Regions from separate parts of the Pan troglodytes genome. Here all the other regions are linked to region 3. Evidence: chromatin contacts called from public HiChIP or PLAC-seq data. All regions are on one chromosome and are shown on one strand. The core of a region is the stretch at or near the end of the contact, and the rest is flanking DNA. Distances in the headings are between cores, read along the strand shown. Region 1 holds the start of NGDN (neuroguidin). Region 2 holds the start of THTPA (thiamine triphosphatase). Region 3 holds the start of LOC452797 (polyadenylate-binding protein 2).

Region 1 (3,546 bases), core at 756-3,255, 150 kb before region 3:
TGGAGACTCATAACTCTGTAATGTGACTGCTACTATTAATACTTACATCTATTGCTTTGCTTCTTCTTCCCTCTAGACTTCTGCACAGAAACTGGATCATATTTATGTTTGAAGCTCGAGCACTTAGGATATATAAGACACAATACACATACAATGAAAGAACTACTGAGAACATTAAGTCAGGGGATGCTTACTGTTTGAGTACATCTTACCTTTTCTGTAGGATAGGCACCAGCTTGAACTTTTTGTGTCAGTGATTTCACTTGTGCAGTTACAGCCATCACCTGAAATTAGCCCAAATAAAACAAGTGACTAGACTATATCAAATCATGTCTGCAAACTGTGAAGAGCAAAAGCTAAACAATGCCACCTAAAAATTATCTGAAACACTGTCTAAAGTATAGTACTATCTTCTCACTTCTGGGAAAGCATCGGAGAGACGGTTCTTCAAAAAGTTTAAAAAAAAAAAAAACTTTCCACTTCTTAAAGAAGAGACCATCTTTTACTGAACCACAGGGAGGAGAAAAGGACTGAGAGAGTAGTGACTGAAGGACTGTAATTTTGTTTGTACTAGTTGAACTTACAATGCATAGAACTACACAACTCCCCGACTTATGACTTAATTTCCACTTTACGAGGGTGTAAAAGGAATATGCATTCGGTAGAAACCGTCCTTTTCTCGTGATGCTGGGCAGCGGCATCAAGCCTAAATTTCGACTTATGAGGTTTTCGAATTACAATGGGTTTATCAAGCCATAACCTCCATCGTTAAGTCGAGAAGCATCCGTATATAAGTGTATATTACCTGGGCACCCAAAGGGCAAGTCATGTTACCATTCCAAGCACTGGTTTCCTTAGCTATATGAATAAAGGAAAACTATTCAGATAATTTCTTTTTGGAGTTTCTTGTATTCCCTTGGGTGCAGAATCAATTACTTAGAATTCTGGCGTGAAAAGGTTTTGATTACATCATTTTACTCTTAAGATTTTTGGAAGCATTCACGTATCTCAATCACCAAAGTTTTGAGGTGAAGCACACAAACTCAAAGCCAATCCGTGACTAATTTATTCCAGAGGCGACACTACTCACTTGCTCCTGGAGATTTTTCAGAAGTGTCACGGCACTTGGCAGGTCTGACTCCAGCACCCCCTACAGAAGGGAGAGGAGGCGTAAAGAAAAGTCATTCTTTCCTCAGGATTATAAGAAAGCGGAAAGTCTAGAGTGGGAAACTGCCCTCTCTCCGTCAGACACCCAGACTCGGGGCCTTCACACTCGGGTTCACAGACTCGCCTTAAAGCCAGCCCCTTGGGTTACTGGACAGGAACGGTAACTCTAGGGAGGCCGCCTTCCTGAAGCAACTTTCATCACCACCCTTCCCTGGTACCAACAGTTTGCCTCCAGCCGCTGAAGGCAAAGGAAAACTCCACAATAGCTACGCGAGGGAGAAACCACACCAAACTCACCAGCGCCGCCATCTTCGCAAAGCCCACCCCTTCCGGTTTCGTACTTCCTGAGCTCTAAGGGCGTCTTGATAGATTTGATAGACAACTGCCGCTTGCAAATCTAAGCCAATACGAATAAGGGCTCTCTCACTTCCGCCCCCAACAGGATAAACGAGAGGAGGAGTCTGATCTGGCCAATGGAATAAAGGAACTGGCTAAATTCGTCAGACTCAGAAAGAGACGTCAGGACGAAAAAAAAAGCACTTGGCAAGGAGCGTGTGATTGGTAGACTGAGTAAAATGATTGACGGCAAGCCAATAAGAGACAGGCAAATAATTGATTGACAGTTGGAAGGACCAATAGAAAAAAGGAATTAGCAGAGCGAACTTAGCGCGTATTGGCTCCCGTCTGCCGCAGCACCCAGAGTCTTTTTTCACGGCACTTTTCTTGTAGTGCCTGAACCGGCCGCTAGGTGATGGGCCTCGGCTTTGCTTTGCGGTGTCGACATTGCAGAGCCGCCATTGCTGGCTGCTCATCCAACAGCCACCGCGCCAAATGCCTCACAGACCCGGTGGCCCTGGAATCGATTCTGTAACAGTACTCCTTGTGTGACCGTGGACAAGTCACTCGGTCTCTGAGCCTTCTTCATCTGTAAATAAGAGAGCGAGGCTAGAGAAGCCCAGAGCCAGAGTTTAGAAACCGAGTGCGAGGACACCTGCCCTCTTGGTGTGCACTGTGGAGCGCTGAGAAACGGCTCCAATAACGCCCCGACACTCTTCGCTCCTACCAGTTTGGGGACATGAAAAGAATACGTTTTACAAGTTGGGGAACCGTTCATATTTACATGACTGACCGCGGTCACACAGGTCTTCAGCAGAACTTGGTTCAAACTCTGGCAGTGCATGTTTCAGTATAACCTGCCTCATCATTACCCAGTGCTTTCAGATGTGTTCTCTCACTCTGGTTTTTCACAAGCTGGTGAAGTAGGTTGGACGGATACTCATTGTTCCCATCCCATGCCTTAGGAAATAAAGCACCGAAAGGGTGAATGATAGTGTATAATTTTTTGTTCACAACTCGTCCAACAGAGCTGGGTCTAGAGATCAGATCTTACCGACTTGAAGCTGTCTTTTGGAATTAAGAATAACACCTGTATCTGGGCAGGTGGGGTACGGAAATCCTGGTATCTAGATCTTGCTGGATTCAAGAAGGCAGGAGGGTGTTCAGTCCCCACTCCTCTAACATTTATTTGCTGCTTCAGGCCCACCGTGGAAGCTCAGGACGCTGTTGCAGCATACTTAGTCAATTATCCAGTAGCTTTTGTAATGTTTTGTTAAGATTTGTATTATGAAAAGTTTCTATTTCTACATAAATTTTCGGACCTGTCTAATTAGATCAGCAATAAACTTTTCCTTTTCGGGGAATTTGAAATTTAGTTTGTTCATATGCTTTATGATAGCAATGAGAAAACAAATTGCACTGCCATATTTTGGGTTTTTTTGAGACCACGTCTCACTCTGTCGCCCAAGCTGGAGTGCAGTGGCGTGATCTCGGCTCACTGCAACCTCCGCCTCCCGGGTTCAAGCGATTCTCCTGTCTCGCCCTCCCGAGTAGCTGGGACTACAGGCACTTGCCACCACACCCGGCTGATTTTTTTTTTTTTTTTTTTTTTTTTTTTTTTTTTAGTAGAGACAGGGTTTCACCATGTTAGCTAGGATGGTCTCGATCTCCTGACCTCGTGATCTGCCCGCCTCAGCCTCCCAAAGTGCTGGGATTACAGGCGTAAGCCACCGCGCCCGGCCTTTTTTTTTTTTTTTTTTTTTTTTTTTTTGAGCGGAGTCTCATACTGTTGCCCAAGCTGGAGTGCAATGCCGCGATCTTGGCTCACTGCAACTTCTGCCTCCCTGTTCAAGCGATTCTCCTGCCTCAGCCTCCTGAGTAGCTGGGATTACAGGCACCCGCCACCATGTCCAGCTCATTTTTTGTATTTTTAGTAGAGACGGGGTTTCTACTAAACCATGGTTGGCCAGGCTGGTCTCAAATTCCTGACCTCACTATCCACCTGCCTCAGCCTCCCAAAGTGCTGGGATTACAGGTATGAGC
Region 2 (3,576 bases), core at 147-2,646, 240 kb before region 3:
GCCCTCCCCCACTACATGGTCCAGCGGGTGCCTCCAAAAGAGAAAAGTGGGGAGCAGGAAAAGCACAAAAGGGCCTGTCACCCTCACCAAGCATGCTGCTGAGCCTGTGGATCTTCTCTAGGGCAGTTGGTACTTCAGCCTCCTCATGCACCAGGGCCTCTACCTCACCCACAACATAGCCAAAGTCGGCTGTATCCAAGTCCACCCTGAGCTGTGGCTCCTCTTCATCAGCTTCCAAGAGCACCAGCTTCCAGGCACTCCGCTTAGTCACAAAACTAGCTACTTCCTGCAGCCCCAGTGGGCCCAGCACAGCAGCCACATCTCCAGCCCCCAGGCCGTCAGCCCCCAGCACCTTACAGAGTTGGGCCACAATTGTAGGTTCCGCTGTGAGTTCCTTATACTCCGTGTGGGGTCCTAAGACACCTGCTGCTCCAGGACATTTGAGCTCCCATCCACTATCCTCTCGTCGTCGCAGCCAGTGGTCAGCCTGCATGAGGCTCAGCTCAGAGGTGTCATAGTAGGTGTCTCGGAAGGTGACCCGGTACTCCAGGGTGCCCCCCAACTCCTGCAGCCGCTCCTCTGTGCCAGGCCCTGGAAGGAACTTTCGCTCCACCTCAATCAAGCCCTGGGCCATGCTACCTGCAATTGGCTGAACAAACGTTTGCTGAGTTCCCAAGGATGCAAAGCCTGGTGCTCAGCTCCTGGGGCGTCAACTCAGTACAGACCCCCTCCCTGGAAGAACTTATGAGGGGCACACTGTGTCGCAATAGTCTCTAGGGCTACTGCCCTTTTCTCTCTACCTCGGTGACATTAAGGCCCCGTCGGTGATATTTTAAGGCTCTGACAGTGACAGGTCTCCAGTAAAATCCCTTCCACTGCTGCTGATGTCCTCAATCCAAAGAGACCCCTAGAAAGCAGGCCGGGTAGCGGGTGTCCTTTCAACGCCCCCCTCTCTACACCTTGCCACCCCAGGAGGCTAGTGGCTCACGACCCGGGAGGACCTGCCCTTTCCTGCTACACTACCGGCCAGCGGAACCTCAGGTCTCACCTCAAAGCCCGAGAGTCTCCTCGCGGGACCCACAGAGGGGGAAGAGAGCCCACGCCATACACTCGCGAGGAATGCCGGGAGCAGTTCCGGATCCCGGACCTCGGCCCGACCCTCCGCGCGCCCGGCAGGTCCCGGCACCAGCGGCCATATTACGCCCGTTGTGGCGGTGCCGAGAGCAGGCCGGGGCTCGAGACACGCGCTATGTAATGGGAGGCCGCGACCCCCGCGGTGGCCAGGGGAGCGAGGCCGCCCCTTGCACTCTTCTCCTCATTGTCGGCCCCTCACGGCTCCCGGGGGCTGGTACAGGTCTCATGCCTGAGACTGAGCCAGGCACCCCGAGGCGCGGATGCATGATGGGAGATGTAGTTCCAAAGGGAGACTTTGCCCTCTCGCCCCGCCCGTCGCTATGGTGACAGGAAAGCTGCACTTGGTGCCTGCGGTACTCTACCTAAAGCTGAACTGGGGCTACAAGGCGGCGGGGAGAGTCGGGTGCAAGGAGCTCAAGCCCCAGTCCCATCTCCAACACCCCCCTTCGCACCCCCAACGCAGGCAGATGGGCCTGGAATACAAGCCATTCACACCGTCCAACAGATATCTGCTATAGCAGCCAGCTAAGCGCAGGCCAGTGGCAATGGTGGCGAGGGGGGTTGGGGTGGGGGGGAGGGAAGGGGGCGGGGGCAGCGCGTAATAAAGTCCAGTTTAGCTACTCTGGAGTTTTAGAGGGGATCTAATACCTCCTGGCGTGAACGTTGAGGGTAAGAGTGGGTGAGAAACTTTCTGTCAGAGAATAAAGTGGTATTTTGGCCAGGAACTAAAGATATGATGGTATTTCAACAGTTGGAGACCTAGATGGAGACAGGAGTAGCCTAAGCAAAGGCCCAGAAACTGGAGAACACCTGGGTGGTACGTAAGGAGAAGACGAGGCTAGAAATGCAGTTGAGGGAAAAGCCTTGAGTGCTAGACTGAGGAGTTTGTCAGAGTTTCCAGCGGTCCCTAAGCAGTTTTTGTCAGGTGTAGAACTACTTATGTTCATTTAGAATACAGAAAGGCCGGTGCGGTTGCTCACACCTGCAATCCCAGCACTTTGGGAAGCCGAGGCAGGTGAATCACCTGAGGTCAGGAGTTCGAGACCAGCCTGGCCAACATGGAGAAACCCCCCCGTCTCTACTAAAAATGCAAAAATGAGCCGGGCATGGTGGCGCGTGCTTGTGTTCCCAGCTACTCCAGAGGCTGAGGCATGAGAATTGCTTGAACCTGGGAGGCAGAGGTTGCAGTGAGTTGAGATGGCGCCACTGCACTCCAGCCTGGGCGACAGAACGAGACTCCATCTGTCCCCAAAAAAATAAAATTCAGGAAAACATGGGGGTTGGCCCTTTGAATGCTTTGGGAGACAAAATATTAATAGAGACGATTCCTTCTTACTCCCTCTGAGGACTATGGTTATCTGGAGACTCTAACTATATGTCTGACCTTACATGTGAGGAAGCTCCCTGAGGAACCGTGGCTCTTAACTCCTGGACTCCTTCCTATGATGGGTGAGAAGTGCCATGTTCTCAACACCTGCCCTCTCACCAGTATGTTTCTGGAAATACATGACCAGTGAGAGGTATTATAGGGAGAAGGACACTTTTTTAAAGACATGGCATTTTGGCCAGGTGTGTTGACTCACACTTGTAATCCTAGCACTTTGGGAGGTCGAGGCAGGAGGATCACTTGAGGCCAGGAGTTTGAGACCAGCCTGGGCAACATAGGAAGACCCTGTTTCTACAAAAAAAAAAAAAAATTTGTTAATTAGCCTGGTGTGGTAGTGCATGCCTGTGGTCCCACCTGCTCAGGAGGTTGAGGCAGCGGGATAGCTTGAGCCCAGGAGGTCAAGGGCAGTGAGCTACGATCCTGCTACTGCCTGCGCTCCAGCCTCGGCAACAGAGCAAGACCCTGTGTATAAATAAATAAACAAATGGCATCTTGAACTTGGAGTAGCTTGGGTCAACCTCTGTCCCCACTCCATGTTAAGCACTGTTGGTTAGGGAGAGAAGCAACCCCAGCTCCTAAAGCCTGCTTTTCATCCATCTTTTGCTTTCAGGTTTTGTTAACCTGGGATGAAGACCTAATTTTTCCTTATGTTATAAGGTCCAATCCAGTGGGGCAAAAGGAGCAGCTTATTTGAACAGAAAGACCAGTTTCCGGAGCCAGAACTGAGGTCGACTCCCAGCTTCACTTTCTAGATGTTTGGCCTTCGGCAAGCTACTCCACTTTCCTAAGCATCTGCTTTTTTTTTTTTTTTTTTTTTTTTGAGACAGAGTCTCACTCTGGCGTCTCAGCTCACTGCAACCTCTGCCTCCTGGGTTCAAATGATTCTCCCGCCTCAGCCTCCTGAGTAGTTGGGACTACAGGCACGCGCCACCCCACCCTCCTAATTTTTGTTTGTTTGTTTGTTTGTTTGAGACGGAGTCTCGCTTTGTCGCCCAGGCTGGAGTGTGGTGGCGCCATCTCGGCTCACTGCAAGCTCCGCCTCCAGGGTTCATGCC
Region 3 (3,335 bases), core at 122-2,621:
TTGGAGAGCTGCACCGGCCACGCCGAGGACTCATTAGTCAAGCTGCCTGCCCGTCACCACGAGCTAGTACTCCATTGGGGAATATTACTTGGCAATCAAATAAGACCCCACCTCTAAGGCGGGGTACTGCGCCAAATTCTCAAATCCCGGTAGGGGAAATCTGCCTGTCAATCAACACGCGTCCCACCTCCTATCGAGTCCTTAGGTAATAATACCGCCATGCTCTGACGATATTCCTGCTTCTCCCCGGCCTACGGGCGGGCCCGCGAAGTATGGAACGCTCCGTGATTGGCCCTAGCTAGGCGACTGGAAAGGACCAATCTTCCGATCGCCTCACCGCAGTGGCCCAGTCTCAGATGCCGATTGGCTTGCGAGAGTCGAAGGGGTGACACTCGTTTCGTGACAGGTGAACCTTGCCCCCGAAAGGACTGCCGGGCTTCAAACTTGGGAAACCCGAGGTCACATGACTAGCCAGTCCTTAGGGGGCCGCCATCTTGATACTACTGCTTGCCAGCTAGTGAGCTGTTGGCCGGGTGAGGCCCAAAACAGAGCAGCAGTTTCAGGAAACTTGTATCTTGACCAGGAAGCACCAGTAGATGGGATGTTGCTGAAAATGGAGGTTGTGAATGAAGCATTCCAGGAGGGAGCTTACTTTCCCCATCCAGGTTATTGGCACCATCATCCACTAGCTCTCCCGCACCAGAAAGCAGGGAGGATTCCTCAGTCCAGAGCTACTAGTCACAAGTCCTGTCTGTCCCGCCCTCTTGCGTAGGCCTTCTGCTCCCCAGTTCCATTTTCTTCTCTTTCCTGGACAGCTTCCAATGTCACCCCTCCAATCTGCACCGCTAACAGACTGGCCCCCCTTTGCTGGCGAGGTAAAGTCTCAAAACCGTAAATCACGGCCTTCGACACCCCAGCATGTGGTTACTTTGTGGATGTTGTTTCCTTCCACTCTTCTCGTTCCTTTGGGTGTACCTGCACCCAGTCTGTGCCTCTAACATGTAGTCCCCCTTCAATCAAACCACTGCAAACCCCAGCTTCCCCTCATTTCCCAGGACAAGTGGGCCTATCTCCACGGCACGCTTAATTGTTTTGCTGTTTCCTAACTAGGTTGTGAGCGCCTGCAGATGAGGGGCCGGTTCCTATTTATATTCGCATCTCCACGGCCTGGCAATATGCCTACCACATAATGTCCTGTTAGATGTTTGTTGATTGAACAGGCATTGATTGGGGATTTGGGTGCTACCCTTCATTTAAGCCCTCAAGCCCCCAAGATCCCAGAGGAATTTCTCCTGGCAGGTTCCCACTACACCCCTGCACCCGAAGTACCAATGAGACCTAGCCCTGAAAGGCAGGATTGCCACATTTTGGTAGCAGTCCTACACATTTATTTAAAAGAAAGGAATGGCAGTGTAAGTTTGCAAGAGAAATTTTTGTGGACACACTAACCTACAGTTCGAAAGATACATATAGCCCAACCAAAAAGTTAAACAAACATGGTTGGCCGAGGGATTTGGACAAGAGAAGATCCTCATTAGCAAACCAAAAAATCAAAAGTGACTCATTATACCCCACTATTCCCCTCACCCTCACTTTTTCTCACAATTCCTTACCTCAAGATCTGGGGAACTTGCAGCAGAGTCACAGTCGCTTAAAATTTCACTGCAAATTACTTCCATCAGCCATCTCAGCTTCAGTGATCTGGGATAACTAAAGTTGAGCACCGAAGACAAGCTCTAAATGATTGAATACCCTGGAAGAAAGGTCTTTTATACTAATCTTAACCTAATCAAGATTTGTTAATCTTATTGGTACCCAATTTAATCAAGCCAACAAAAGGAAATGTGATTTTTAAAAATGGCTTTGAATCCTATTTTTGTTGAGCGTTTGATTTTGTAATAAGCACCACTCCTTATTATTTCATTGGACTCTCACAACAACCCCATGGGGAAAGTATTTCCAAAACCATAACCTTTTTTAGGGAAAAAGAAAAAGGCTTAATGAAATGAAGAAACTTGCCTAAGTCATTGGACTAATTAGAAGTGTGCAGGGCTGGCTGGGCGTGGTGGCTCACACCTGTTATCCCAGCTCTTTGGGAGGCTGTGGCGGGAGGATCACCTGAACCCAGGAGTTTCAGACCAGCCTGGCCAACATGGTGAAACCCCATCTCTACTAAAAATACAAAAATTAGCTGGGCATGGTGGTACATGCCTGTAAACCCAGCTGCTCAGGAGGCTGAGGCAGGAGAATCGCCTGGGCAACAGCAAGACTCTGTCTCAAAGGAAAAAATAAAAATTATATATATATTATACATAATATATATTATGTAATATATATAATAATGTGCAGGGAATTCAAAGCCAGCTTTCAAAGCTCAGATCACTACTACTATAAGGCCTGCTTTAATACATAAAAATTATGTGTGAAAAATGGCAAGACTAAATTCCAACAATAAACAAAAGTTTAAGCAAACTATAATTATATCCAAAAAAAATTATTATGCATCTCTTAAAAGGGTTACATAGTATGACAAACATGCGAAAATAATTTTGTTAAGCCAAAGAAGAATGTAAAATTGTACATAATATATAATTACAACTATATCTGATTTTTTTTAAAAACTTAGGCATGGGAGGAAAAAAGGAGCAAGAACCAGTACAATCTTTCTATTCTTTGGCAGTATATACCAAAAGCTTTTAAAATGGTGAGATTCTTAAGACCAGGTGGAGTGGCTCACAACACTTTGGGAGCCAGATTGCTTGAGTCCAGGAGTTCAAAACCAGCTTGGGCAATATGGCAAAACCCATTCTCCACTAAAAATACAAAAATTAGCTGGGCAAAGTGGCGTGTGCCTGTAGTCCCTGCCCAGCTACTTGGGAGGCTGTGGCTACAGTGAACCATAATTGGTGCTACGTGCACTTCAGACTGGCAACAGAGTGAGACCCTGTCTCAAAAAAAAAAAAAAAAAAAAAAAAGAGCCAGGTGAGGTGGCTCATGGCCTGTAATCCCAGCACTTTGGGAGGCCAAGGCAGGTGGATCACCTAAGGTCAGGAGTTCGAGACCAGCCTGGCCAAAATGGTGAAACCCTGTCTCTATTAAAAGTACAAAAATTAACTGGGTGTGGTGGTGGGCGCCTGTAATCCCAGCTAGTCAGGAGGCTGAGGCAGGAGAAAGGCTTGAACCTGGGAGGTGGAGGTTGCAGTGAGCCAAGATCGCGACACTATATTCCAGCCTGGGTGACAGAGGGAGACTCTCTCCAAGAAAAAAAAAAAAAAAAAGTTGAGATTCTTAACCCAGTAATCCTATTTCTTATCTCTTCTAAAAATGTAATCCAA

The links. HiChIP or PLAC-seq counts read pairs in DNA pulled down with a chosen protein or histone mark.
Region 1: an H3K4me3 HiChIP or PLAC-seq map of stem cell-derived excitatory neurons shows a contact between it and region 3, with 8 times the contacts expected there. The contact joins the promoter of NGDN here to the promoter of LOC452797 in region 3. A contact is called at or near these places in 2 of 7 Hi-C or Micro-C datasets (induced pluripotent stem cells and stem cell-derived neural progenitor cells), 1 of 1 datasets of contacts at active chromatin or transcription factors (stem cell-derived excitatory neurons) and 1 of 1 other capture datasets (stem cell-derived neural stem cells).
Region 2: a contact with region 3 is called in an H3K4me3 HiChIP or PLAC-seq map of stem cell-derived excitatory neurons, with 4 times the contacts expected there. The contact joins the promoter of THTPA here to the promoter of LOC452797 in region 3. A contact is called at or near these places in 2 of 7 Hi-C or Micro-C datasets (induced pluripotent stem cells and stem cell-derived neural progenitor cells), 1 of 1 datasets of contacts at active chromatin or transcription factors (stem cell-derived excitatory neurons) and 1 of 1 other capture datasets (stem cell-derived neural stem cells).

What each region holds. Positions count from the first base shown.
Region 1 is chr15:21,838,654-21,842,199 of NHGRI_mPanTro3-v2.0_pri, reverse strand. It overlaps NGDN (neuroguidin), which reads right to left and starts at 2,005. Exons shown (of 11, transcript XM_001163084.8): 1 at 1,465-2,005; 2 at 1,091-1,150; 3 at 213-284. The coding sequence starts at 1,476.
Region 2 is chr15:21,925,867-21,929,442 of NHGRI_mPanTro3-v2.0_pri, reverse strand. It overlaps THTPA (thiamine triphosphatase), which reads right to left and starts at 1,396. Exons shown (of 3, transcript XM_063792807.1): 1 at 1,049-1,396; 2 at 88-907. The coding sequence starts at 634.
Region 3 is chr15:21,689,759-21,693,093 of NHGRI_mPanTro3-v2.0_pri, reverse strand. LOC452797 (polyadenylate-binding protein 2) reads right to left here and starts at 1,371. Exons shown (of 7, transcript XM_001162168.6): 1 at 1-1,371.